2 separate regions of the Mus musculus genome follow, and region 2 is linked to region 1. The links are chromatin contacts, called in public Hi-C maps. All regions are on one chromosome and are shown on one strand. The core of a region is the stretch at or near the end of the contact, and the rest is flanking DNA. Distances in the headings are between cores, read along the strand shown. Region 1 has its middle 69 kb from the start of Gm31894. Region 2 has its middle 130 kb from the start of Gm32007.

Region 1 (6,019 bases), core at 2,874-5,373:
CCCTTGCCTGGCTTACCTCATGAGAACCACAAGAAGCCACCCAGTACTGTACTTTGCAGACAATATTCAGAAAGCCAGGCAAACACCCTGGCCTTGTGGAGTCTCTTGTCTCAAATGCCAGGACTCTGGGCTGGGCATTTCTGCCCAGACTTTGACCTCAACTGTTAGAAAGAACAGGGACACAGCCTGTAATTAAAGTATTGGGACACATGAAATATTGCCATGCTTTTATCCCAAAGTCCAGGCTGACAGAACCAGTCCTGAAATTTCTAATCTCTACAGCCTCTGGAATTTCTAGCTATTCAAGGGTATCATGAAATGGCACAGGTGTTCCTTGGCCCAAGCAGCTCAAAGCCTTGGCCAGGTTGGCAAATATTTCAGCAGGAGGTTAGCAAAACCAGTGCCAACTTAAATGAGTCCCCTTGGTGGATCTGCAGGGGTCTGTGATTGCGCTGCAATATTTTATGTTGCTAGGTATAGAAAAGAGAAAGCCTTCTGTAAGGGCTCCATTGAGAAAGTTCCAGAAACAGAGATGGCCACTGCAGAAGGGGTACTCAGAAGCGCAGGAACCCAGGGGAAACTAGGGAAAGCATAGTTTTCATCTCCATTTAACAGTAATGCTATGGAGAATAGATACCGGCTTCCAAAGGGGAAGATGGGCTCGGGTCCCAGCCTCCAGGGTTCCAGTGAACTTGGGAAGCAGCTTTGTTCCCTGATGGTATTGGTGGAGGAAATCCATTCCTACTCTGAGCCCTCATTCCAGATTTCCTCAAGCAGGATAGGGGACAGAGACTAAAAGTCTCAATGATTGAATGGAGTGATGAAAATGGCCAGACCAGCCTGTAGGACATATGCAGCCATCCCTAACACTTTCATCCCTGCTCAGAACCACTGGGTTCTGGAGCAAGTGATTTCTGACAAGCATTTGTCTGACTGCTTTGAAGAAGAAAGTAGAGCCACCCTGACCACTGGATCCACCCCACCTAAGAGCCTCACCCAGAGCTGTTGCAGGCATTTCTTGTCTGAGCCTGAGACGTTCTGGGCATCTTTCTGTGCTCGTTCATACTTTCCTTATCCAGGAACCAGGCCTAGAGGAGACATACATGGAACTCAGAGAGGGCAAGAGTCAGTGGGCTCCACCACTTGAGACTGGCATTAAGCATATCCCTGGTGTTGATAGGATTACTGAGGCTGAGAGAGAATGGAGACTCCCAGGAGGCCCTTGCCCTGAGCCTGTGGGATAAGACAGCTGCAGCTAGCAGAGGTAGGAAGGAGTTGGTGGGTGTGCCCCACAGGCCCTGGAGGGCACCAGAAGCAATCTCACATGGTTGGCCTGACAACCTATACACCTCCCCCTGCAGAACCCTCTTCCTTGCTCACCCGTTAGCCCCTTCAGTATGAGCGTTGAGGACCAGAGATCATAAACTAGTGTATAACAGAACAATTTTTAATGTGGTGATGCACAAATATAAGGTTGGCTTTGTAGGTTCATGTCCTCCATAGCAGAGACCTCTGGGGCCAGGAATCTCTGATTGTGCCCTTTCTACAATCTTTGCCCTATCACTAACTGGGACACAGTAGGTACCAGCAAAATGGTTGCAAGAAAATGGGAGAGTGAGCCAATAAATCCCTATGGCTCACATATGGGCATAGTGCGTGCTGCTAAGCACTTGAAGAGGTTAGACACATATGGAGAAAGGCAGTGGGGAAGTTGTCTCTCCTGCCAGTGTCTTCCCCATTTCCAGGACTCACATCTCTGCTCCTGACATAGGCACACCTTGTTAACTCCTGCATGGAGAAGGCTCCCATTTCTTAAAGCGTCAAAATGCCTGCCTGGTTATACACCATTCCGTTCTTATAGTGTAACTCCCTTCTCCTCTCACCCCTGTAACTCCCAGCAGATTGTTGGATTATTGTCCCTGCTCCTACTACTCTGTCTTCCCTTGCCTGTTTTCTCACCCCTAACCAAATCCAAACAGCATCCCACACTACTGTCTACCAGCTCCAGATGCTGGGAGTTGCCCCTAAAAATACAGATGCCAGTGGTCTGGGCTGAGTCATTTATCTCAGAGGGCTTATTCTACAAGCCAATGTGCATTCTCTCTCTCTCCCTCCCTCTCTCTCTCTCTCTCTCTCTCTCTCTCTCTCTCTCTCTCTCACTCTCGCTCTCGGAGAAGATGAGAACCTCCTTACACAGCACCAGTATCCATCCTCCCAGAACCTGGTCTATGATTGACAAATTACATATGAGATAATTGTAAGGTAATTGATTAAATTTAACTTCACAAGTACCTAGTGAGTTCCAGACAATGGGAATTCACAAGTGAGGAGGTCACAGCCGACCACCACCGAAGCAAAGTGTCCTGAGTTAGTGGGGTCAGGGACACCCCAGCTTGCTACATGGGGCTGACAGAGTCTGGACCTCCTAGGGAAAGTGATTGTGACAAAGAAAATCATGCTTTCCTGCCCTTTGTGCTCTCCCTCTTCTCTTCTGTCCCATAGTAGTCAGTCTCTCTCTCTCTCTCTCTCTCTCTCTCTCTCTCTCTCTCTCTCTCTCTCTCTCTCTCTCTCTGTGTGTGTGTGTGTGTGTGTGTGTGTGTGTGTGTGTGTGTGTGTGTGTTAAAAGAGTAGTCCCGGTGCTTAGCACCCAGCATCAAGGACTTTGTAACTTCTAGGTCTCAGCCTCTCAGATGTGAGACAGCCACTGCTTCTATTTCAACATAATCTGATTTAATAAATTATTTTAATACCCAGTGGCTGCCTCATACTGAAGAGGCTGAGAGGCCGATAGGTGCTCTGTCCATGAAGCTAGGCACTTCAGCAGTCCCTCTGAGGCACTGAAAACCTGGAGGACTCCTGGAGAACCAGTAGTCCTTCGTCAGTGCTGGTGCCTGGGAACAGCGGTTCTGATGCCAGTGAAGATAAATCAACTTGGCCAAGCAAGCAAACGACAAATAATCTTGCCCTGTCTTCTGCTTGCTTGACCAAGTTGACTTATCTTCACTAGTATCAGAACTAGGGCGCCACCCACATTTGGAGGGTGGGTCTTCCCACATCAATTTAGATAATCAGAATGATTGAAACCAACCATCATGCCCCCTAGCCCCACCAAAGTCCCTTTTCTGCATTCCATCCACAACACTAATTTCAGACCTTCCACACTCACTCTACACTACAAATATGAGAACATGTCTTGCTTAAACCATTTATAGATTTTTTTTTGTCCATTTTTATATTAAGTTTCTCGCACTTGCCTGAACCTGATTCTAGCTAACATGGAAATAGAAGAATAATTAAGTCAGAAGTTTTAATAAATATCCAGAAACTTCTGAGGGAAGCTGGCTTTACACTGAGAAGAAATACCGAGCTGAAGGAAGTTCTGTTGAATCTGTTCTTAACAATTCAACATTAGCTTTAAATCCATGCAAGTCTGCTCCAGGCTGAATGGTTCTAGCCAGCACACATCAGTTACTTTTCTGTTCTAGTGGTAAAGTTCCATGGCCAAGAGCAACTGACAGAAGGAAGTGTTTATTTGCACTTATGGTTCCAGAGGGAGATGAGTCTATCCTGACAGGGAGCCATGGTAGCAAGCAGCCGATGTGGCAACTGGAGCAGGAAGCTGTGCGATCAACCACAGAGCAGGGAGCAAACCGGAAATGGACCAAGGCTATAGATCCCTGAAGCTGGCCAGCCCTGAAGCTCTCCCTTAGCAAGGCCACACCACCGACTAACTCCCTCAAATATCACCAGCACCAACTATCAAAATATGTGAGCCTGAGAGGGGTGTTGTCATTTAAACCACTACACAAACCAAGAGTTCCAGTGCTTGGCTCTGTGTCAGGGCACCCGAGAGCTGGTTCAAACGTGGAATGCCTGGTCCTGCCCCAGGTTTCTGATTCAGTTCAGTGTATGTGCACATCTCAATGGCTTCCAGAATGCCTGCTGCTCAGGAGACTGCACCTTGAGAGGTCCATTGTTCCAGACTTTTCAGAAACACACTTCCCCAAAGTCAGTTGTCTTGCATGCATTTCAGCTTTGAAACTCAAAGGAGGAAGTACAGTGATTTTTCCAGAGTGGGGAGCTTCAGGAGGCAGGAAGGGACTGCAGGACAGCTTGGGTGTGCTGAGCATCCAGGGAAGAGGAGATTTGTGATGCAAATGATTTACTGGTGTTCAGCTGGGAGCAGAAGGGATTTCAGGACACCGAGCCAAATCGAATTCATTACCTGACAATTAGCTCTAAATTAATGCAAGACTGTGCCGGCCCAATGTGCTCTAAGGAAGGAGGCCTTGACAGCTTGAGATGGGCAGGATCTGAGGTGTCAATCTCAGTTGGATCCTGGGGCACTCCCTCCTCTCGGTTTGTCTGTCAGGGTGTTCTGAGCTCAGAACACAGTCACCCCCCACTCTGGAGACAATTGCAGCCTCTACCACTCCAGAGTTAGCCTTCATTCACCCAACCACACTGCACCCCATCCAGGGCAGACTTGGGCTCCCCTGTCCTTGCACCCACAGGCTTGCTCCTCAGAGCCACCTCTTGGGACACACAGGCAGGCCTGCTGTTGACTCTTCAGTTGCGGACGGCACAGAATGAAGTTCCTCATATTTTGACAGAGTGAACGGCTAATTCAGTGTGTGTCCCATCTCCTCAAGCAGAAATTGCTCACGCGTGGAGGATAGACATTCCTTTATGAATTTCTTTATTTAATGGAGGCCTACTTTCCCCCTCTGGTTCCTTTTTCTCCTTTCCTCTTATTTTACATCAATCTCTTTCCTCCACCAGGTTCTCAAGGAGCCGCTGATGTAGTACACACAGCCATGTGACCACTGTATATGGTGACCTGTGGACAGACTGTCCCTGAGATTCCATTGACCTGTTCATTAAACAGTATGCAGCAACAGACAGGACATGCTGGGCTTTGGCCATACAAGCTCTTAGGGCAGCCTAAAAGACAGGACCCAAGGACCCAAGGACCCTACAGGCAGCATATGGAATGAGGGCACAGGGCGCTCTGAGTCCACTGTTTACCCATGTAAGCATCATATAAGCATTCCCACTTATGAGATTATCCACCCCTTCAGCTCCCCACAATCAGACTGGCTCTGTGATTTTCTGCTTGCCCATAGCTGCCTAATGACAAATTCATCACCCACATATCAGAGTCTCTGGCAGACTTCCTTTGAATAGGTAGCATTTTTAACTGGTTCTGACAAAGATCCTCGAGGTCTCTGTCTTTCTGTTTGGCTGTACTACAGCATCACTGGGTGAAAAGAAAGTCACGCCTCTCTCCACCCACTGGGCACATTTTCTCCAAAATTCTTTTGGAGAGAAACTTACAACTGCTCCAGAGGCATAGTTCAAAAGATTAATCTATATTTTAAAAACTCTTAGACATCAAATGAAGTGTGGCCACTACTTCCCAAATGCTCTAAATTTCCGGTCTTAATCGATTATGCTTATGGTTCTCAGAATGCCTCCCATTTTACAGACGAGTAGAGGGAAGGCATCACCAGGGCCTGAACTTCGGTCTTTGACCCTCAGCCTTGGATCCATTCCATCAGACCACTCCCTACTTAGTCCACCCAACCTAGCATGTCCAGATGACATGGGCTCAGAAAATGTGTGTGTTCTCAGGCTGACCTCATTGCCCATCTCCACTGTCACTGTCACCACACTTGGAACCCAGCCAAGGCACTGTCATGGGGGATAACCATGTCATAGTCATGGTTTCAACAGGTTCATCCCGGTTCTCAGAGAAGTACAATCAACAGGGTGAGGGTGTGCCCGTGTACACACATGTGTGCTTTTAGAACTGGCTCAGGTTTATAGGACTAGCACGTGTAAACTCTGTAAAGCAGGCTGGAAATTCAGGCAGAAAGGGATGTTTTGAGAAATACTTATTTTCCAGAAAATCCTGGTTGTATTCATACGGCTGTCAACTGATAGATGGCATCCTCACTTCCCACTATAGGAATGAGAGTAACCCTTGTTTAATACTTAATTAATTACTGAGTAGCCA
Region 2 (6,001 bases), core at 2,320-4,819, 840 kb before region 1:
CATCTTCTGAGTGGCATTGCCTCGTCAGATGGGAACACACCTGGAGACCTGATGTTCCTTCTGAGTGGCAGTGGAGACCCTCCTTCCATAATTACTGAGCAACCCAGTGATTGCCATCTAATGAAGGGTTTTTGTTTTGGGCTCTTCTATTGGCTGGGTTGGTTTGTTTGGGCTTTTAATGATGCACAATCAGCGGGTTCATTTAAGTGTGACTGACGGAGGCATGTGTAATTCAAGGAGGCACATGCTCCCACGCTGTCAGGGTGGCATCCAGGTAACTGCCTGAGAGAAATAATAGGTACACAGAAACAAATGTTTACACAGCGGCTTGCTATAGTGTTTACAAATCAGCTAACTCAAAAATCCCCTCCTATACGGTTTTGTTTTACTGTTTGGAGCCAAGAACTTGGCACATCCCAGGTTGCCAGTCTTGTTGCTGGCAGGGGAAGGCAGCACTGAGGAATCAGGCATTTAAAGCTGGGTAAGCCTATGGATGGGGTAGTTTGTCAGGCTGTCTCTGGAAGCACCAACTGTTAACTTACTTAGATTTGCAGGCTGGGTGGAAGGGTAGACGGTGGCACTCTGAGGACATCAGAGGGTGCAGTGATGTCTTTTTCTGAATCTTTATAGACCTCTCTGTGGGTGATTACATACCTCAGGCCGGGCCACCATGAGCTTTTTGGACAACTACTTGGAAAGTGTGTTGAGACTTACATGGGGCTCACGGCATCCCTGTTATCTCGATCAGATCTTCCTGGGGTAGTTTAGCTCATCGATTCAGGAGTAAAGTGCCTAGAATGCTGGCTAGCTGGTACCGCCTTCAAACAATCCTTGGTGAATTTTCAGAAGACAGCTGCATGAAATTCTCTGAGAGGTCAGTGTTTATTAGAAAACTTAACAAAGAATGGTTTAAAAAAGAAATTGTGGCATGTGGCCTCAGGTCAGCTGATGAGAACTTTCTCTGGCAGTTTTAAGCTGTATTGGCCTAGCCAAACAAGCAGTCACGTGGTTTAGAGTGGGGGTAGAGGCATGGCTCTTTGAGCGCTACTGTTCAGCCTAAGGTATAATTATCTTTGCCAGACACCTACATGCCATGAGCCATAAGAGCAGATCGTGGAGGAGGAAGCACAGGAGACCCATTACATAACAGGGACTATGGCTAATAATGTAGTCATGGAAAACAAAAAGATTAGAGCAGCTAACAGTTCAAAAGGGCAGCAGCAGTTGACTGACTCAGCAGAGGGAGTTAAAAATTAGGAGTTTTGACTCTCCATCCTGACCTGAAATTTGGAGTGAAAGGGTTACAATTCATCCTAAGGCCCTAGGTGTCCTAGATGTTCCTTCCCTCCTCCTACCAAAATGTCTTCCCCTCTCCTCCTGAGGCTATACGTCAGAAGTACAGAGGGCCATGGGGTTACCAGGCCCCTTCAGAGTTCTCACGGTGGAGCAGCTCACTGTGGTCCTTTCCTTTGACTTAGGATTTTTTTTTCCCTCCTGTTCTAGTCCCTAAGTCTTCAGTTCTATATGACTTTTTATCCTTCAGCAATTCTTTACGCTTACAGTTATTATTTTTAAATCCAGCAATTAGAACATTTTCTCAAAGAGTAAGCGCAAAAAGTCTGGCCCAGCCTAGGATGGGTGGTTGGTTGACTTGTGAATCTAAAACCCATGGTTTGAACACACACACACACACACACCCCTGGGAGCATGAGGCCATAGAACAGACCAGACCAGCAGTGACAACTGTACATGGTTGAGGTTTCATTTCTATCTGAGAAACCATTCCACCACAGGCAAACCCTCCATCTTCATGGGGGTACAATGTAGGAGGCTTCAGTCTCATCTTCCCCTTGTTTTCTCTTAAGCATTTTTCAGGAGCCAACAGTCAAACAGCAAAAAGGGAAATACAAACAAGAGAGGGGTAAGGGCTCAAGGACTCACTGTGCATCCTTAAAATGCAGTAATGGTCAATGTATCATTTAGTTCATTACTTGTTTGTTCATTCATTCATTCATTTACTCATTTATTGACAGGGTCTTGTAGACTCACTGTGAAACCAGAGATGACCTTGAATGTCAGATTTTCTACCTCTACCTAAGGTTACAGGCATGCCCTACTGTCTTAGTCAGGGTTTCTATTCCTGCACAAACATCATGACCAAGAAGCAAATTGGGGAGGAAAGGGTTTATTCAGCTTACACTTCCATGTTGCTGTTCATCACCAAAGGAAGTCAAGACTGGAACTCAAGCAGGTCAGGAAGCAGGAGCTGATGCAGAGGCCATGGAGGGATGTTCTTTATACTGTCTTGCTTCTCCTGGCTTGCTCAGCATGCTTTCTTATAGAACCAAGACTACCAGCCCAGGGATGGTCCCACCCACAAGGGGCCTTTCCCCCTTGATCACTAATTGAGAAAATAACTTACAATTTGATCTCATGGAGGCATTTCCTCAACTGAAGCTCCTTTCTCTGTGATAACTCCAGCTGTGTCAAGTTGACAGAAAAATAGCCAGTACACCCCACTTTGGACACTTTGAGTGGTGCTGGGATGTAGTCAACCCAGATTCCCCCACTTGCTAGGCAGGCCCTCTACCAACTAAACTGTTATCTAGGAGCAAAAATGTCTGAACAATCCCAACTTAGATGCTTCTTGTATGTGGTCCTTTGACTGTTGTGACTCATGAACAACAGAGCTGTTCAGGCTCAGTGCTGAGGGAAGCCGCTGCAATCCCTGTGATGGGGGCTTCTTGGAGAATCCTGTGTCTCAGTTGACTGGCTGAACTGATACACCTAGGTAACGGTGGTTTTGCTGTCCCTGACCCAGGTGTGAGTCCCTTACCACAGGAGGTGTGTGGCCAAAGCATAGACAACTAACGTTCCGTACCTTCCAGGGTCCCTGGGCCCTACCCGTGTTTGGAAGAAAAACAGCCAGCAAATTCATTCTCCTCTGTCCAGCCGAAGTTGAAGTGACAAAGATGACAATTTATCTTCCACGTTGTGCTCTCCCTTTCTCCGGCCTCCAGCTTCAATATTGCTGGAGAAACAGGAAATTGCTTCAGTGTAGGAAGAGAAGCAAAAAACTCACCCATGTCAAAGATACCTCCCGCCTTCCCAGACCCACAGTCCTCTCTCGACCATGATAAAGTGCATTTGTATTTTAGAGGGTAACACGATGTCAAATCCATGTTAGATTCCAGGAAATCTGACCAGCGCTTGCTTTCAGTCTAGAAAGTTGGAAATTAAAACTGTTCCCTGAAACTCCCCCAAAGCAAGTCAACCCTAAATGGAAAACAGCTACACTGAGATTTAATGAAGTGCTTGGAGCGGCTCACAGTTTGATTAGGCCAGGCCTCCCGCACACTTCAAAGATTTTTTCCTTATGCAGGAAAATTTGACTTTCTTCACCTCTCTGCCCACCCTTCATGCAGCCTTCTCTACCTTGCCTGTGAGGACCCATCCAGCTGTGGTCTTTGTCACTTTGCTGAGAAGGCTGTGTGCTTTGAATATAACCCTGCCTCCCAAGGAAATTACATTTCCATCATGGCTTTTAAATGCAAATGTGCAAGCCAGAGGTCAGAGGTCCTTACTGGGGACCACTCTACTCTAGCTGTGCCTTAATGGACAGGGGCACTGAGTGGCTCACACTTGAGGAACCTCCCACAAGGTCCCTTCTTCAACTGTCAGGCCTGCTGGGGACCTGGCTACTGGGAGCCTTTGTTAGCACCCACAGTAGGGGTTGGAAGCCTGTGCCCACTTGCTCCCACCCTCTCCCTGCTGATATATAAAATCAAGGTCAAAGCCAGGTTACTGTAGCCACCTGCTTATTACCACAGCCTGTGCCACCCAGGAGTCAAGATGCCATTTTTTTCTGCATCTCCCAGCCCGGACCTCAATCTTAGCATCAAGCCAGGCTATAAAGCACATTTTCCTATGACTTTGCCCCTCACTCCCAAGAAGCGTGAGCACTAACCAAGCCTTAACAAGGAGCCTCACATACCACGTGGACTTGGAGCAGTGTTCATGATTTGTGTCACACACAAAGGGGGCGTAGTTGGGTGGAAGGCAAGCAAGACAGTGGCTAGCTGGAAGGTGAGGATTCATTTTGAGTTGCCTCTATGTTTTTTTTTTCAGCACCCACATGTTTTACTAGGAACCTAGAATAAAGAAGTACCCACTCCTCCCACACTAAAGTGCTTTATGTAGAACCTGAGGATATCATAGATCAGTGCCTGGAGCCCAGGGAGGCTTCCTTGCCACTGGACAGGAATGCTGTTGTAAACATTAGTGGAGAACAGCTGCCCATGATACTTTGGAGTTCCGGGCTAGGCTCTCCAGTATGGCTAGGTGCTGCCCTGGGATGGGCTCCTACCACTTGCTTCCCACCATTCTTGCCTCTGCTTACATCTGAGAGAAGTGCCATCCAAACCCTGCCACTGCCTTTAAAGTTCCTATGTTAATTCGGGTCTGCATAACGCCCACCCCCACCCCCCCCCACCCCCACCCCCCCCCGCCCAGAGGACCCTCCCTATCCCCAGGAAGGATTGGGGAGACAGCACAGTGAGTCAAGTGTTGGTGTGTAATTCCTTTGCTGGGAAGGTTCAGGCAGGCAGATCTGAGACTTGCTAGTGAGCCAGCCTTGTCTAACTGAGAGTTCTAAACCTTGACACTTTCCTAACATCCCTAGTTACCTACAACAAATGAATTAATCCAGTGAAACCAGGATCGCCTGGCCAGGGGACCGCGCCCTCTGGGAGGTGGAACCATTTCTAGGAAAGGCGGCTCACCTTAAGGCATGCTAAGGAAGCAGGCATGGTTAAACCTTTAATGAGGCACTGGAGGTTTCTTCCCCAGGATCCCTACCTCCAACTGAAGTCTCTTACAGAGCACAGCCATGCTGTTGTGTGAGTCCACCGCTTTTCCAAGTTAGAGAAGTGTAACCCTCCTTTCCCTCTTCTCTCTCCCTTCTAGGCACGCTTTGGCTAGCACTTTGGGCTTCACTCTTTGTCTCTGGTCTCTCTCTCTCCCTGCCATGTGGTTGCCAGCCATGCTGATTTAATTCAAAGATTATGGCTTCCCCAGCCCACATCTCCATTTCCCTCCTTTGGGCAGCTGTTGAGATTTACACCCTGTAAATCTTTTTTTTTTTTTTTTAAACTTTAATAAAAGTGTTCTCTTCAGATAAAACTTTGGATTTGCTTGACTTTCAAAAAAAAAAAAAAAAAAGTGGACAACCTCCGGAACACACCACCTGGGGTTGTTCTGAACTACACACATGCACAGACACATGCAGTGCGCAGCATACTCCATCCCCCTCGACAAGGTCTTGGCCTTGCAGATACATTCGCAGGGAGGCAAACCATAACATAATGTCAAATAATGATGAGTGCTGCATAAAATATTAAAGGCTAGAGGAACAGAGAGCTGGAGAACGGAAGAGCAGGCAATGGCGGGGGTGTGCTAACCTAGTCAGGTGCCAAAGACAAGACCCGAGAGAAGAGTCTTGAGTGTGGAAAAGAAGAATCCCGTGAAGACCTGGAGGAGGTGCGCTCTTAAGTTGGGAGAAGAAAGCACAGTGGTCCCGAGTCAGGAGCAAGTGTGATGTGTTGGGGGGCAGCAAAGAGGTCATCATGACTAGTGGTAAAATGGAAGCATAGAGAGGTAGGCAGGGTCACATCAAGGACAAGCCTCTGTCCCTGATAAGAATTGACTTTATTCTGAGAGTGACTAGTTCATGTTAGGGTTTGTACTCAGCCATCAGTTGATTTGACTCAAGTGTATAAAAAGGTCCCTCTGGCTCTGTGAAGAGCCATCAAACTACAGGTTACATGGGAGTAGGGCAGGTATTGGAGGTCCTTGCATTAGCCATTCAGACAAGAAGTGCTGGCCTGGACTAGAGCAAGAGCAGTAGAGAAAACCAGAGGTCAGATTTAGGATAATTATAAACAAGATCCAATACTGCATTAGATGTAAGGTGTGGGGTTTAGAGAGAAAAATGCAAGGACTC

What was found. A called contact is a pair of places that touch in the nucleus more often than the background predicts.
Region 2: a contact with region 1 is called in a Hi-C map of embryonic stem cells, with 1.9 times the contacts expected there. The contact joins two enhancer-like sites. A contact is called at or near these places in 1 of 484 Hi-C or Micro-C datasets (embryonic stem cells) and 1 of 115 datasets of contacts at active chromatin or transcription factors (embryonic stem cells).

What each region holds. Positions count from the first base shown.
Region 1 is chr6:31,946,430-31,952,448 of GRCm38.p6, reverse strand. No RefSeq gene overlaps it. Among named protein-coding and RNA genes, the nearest start is that of Gm31894, 69 kb to the left of the region's middle. Within about 2 kb of position 4,123, at least 18 of the 459 cell types and tissues checked have an H3K27ac peak or open chromatin away from gene starts, as enhancers often do. A contact at or near this core is called in embryonic stem cells, where this site is marked.
Region 2 is chr6:32,785,124-32,791,124 of GRCm38.p6, reverse strand. No RefSeq gene overlaps it. Among named protein-coding and RNA genes, the nearest start is that of Gm32007, 130 kb to the right of the region's middle. Within about 2 kb of position 3,569, at least 13 of the 459 cell types and tissues checked have an H3K27ac peak or open chromatin away from gene starts, as enhancers often do. A contact at or near this core is called in embryonic stem cells, where this site is marked.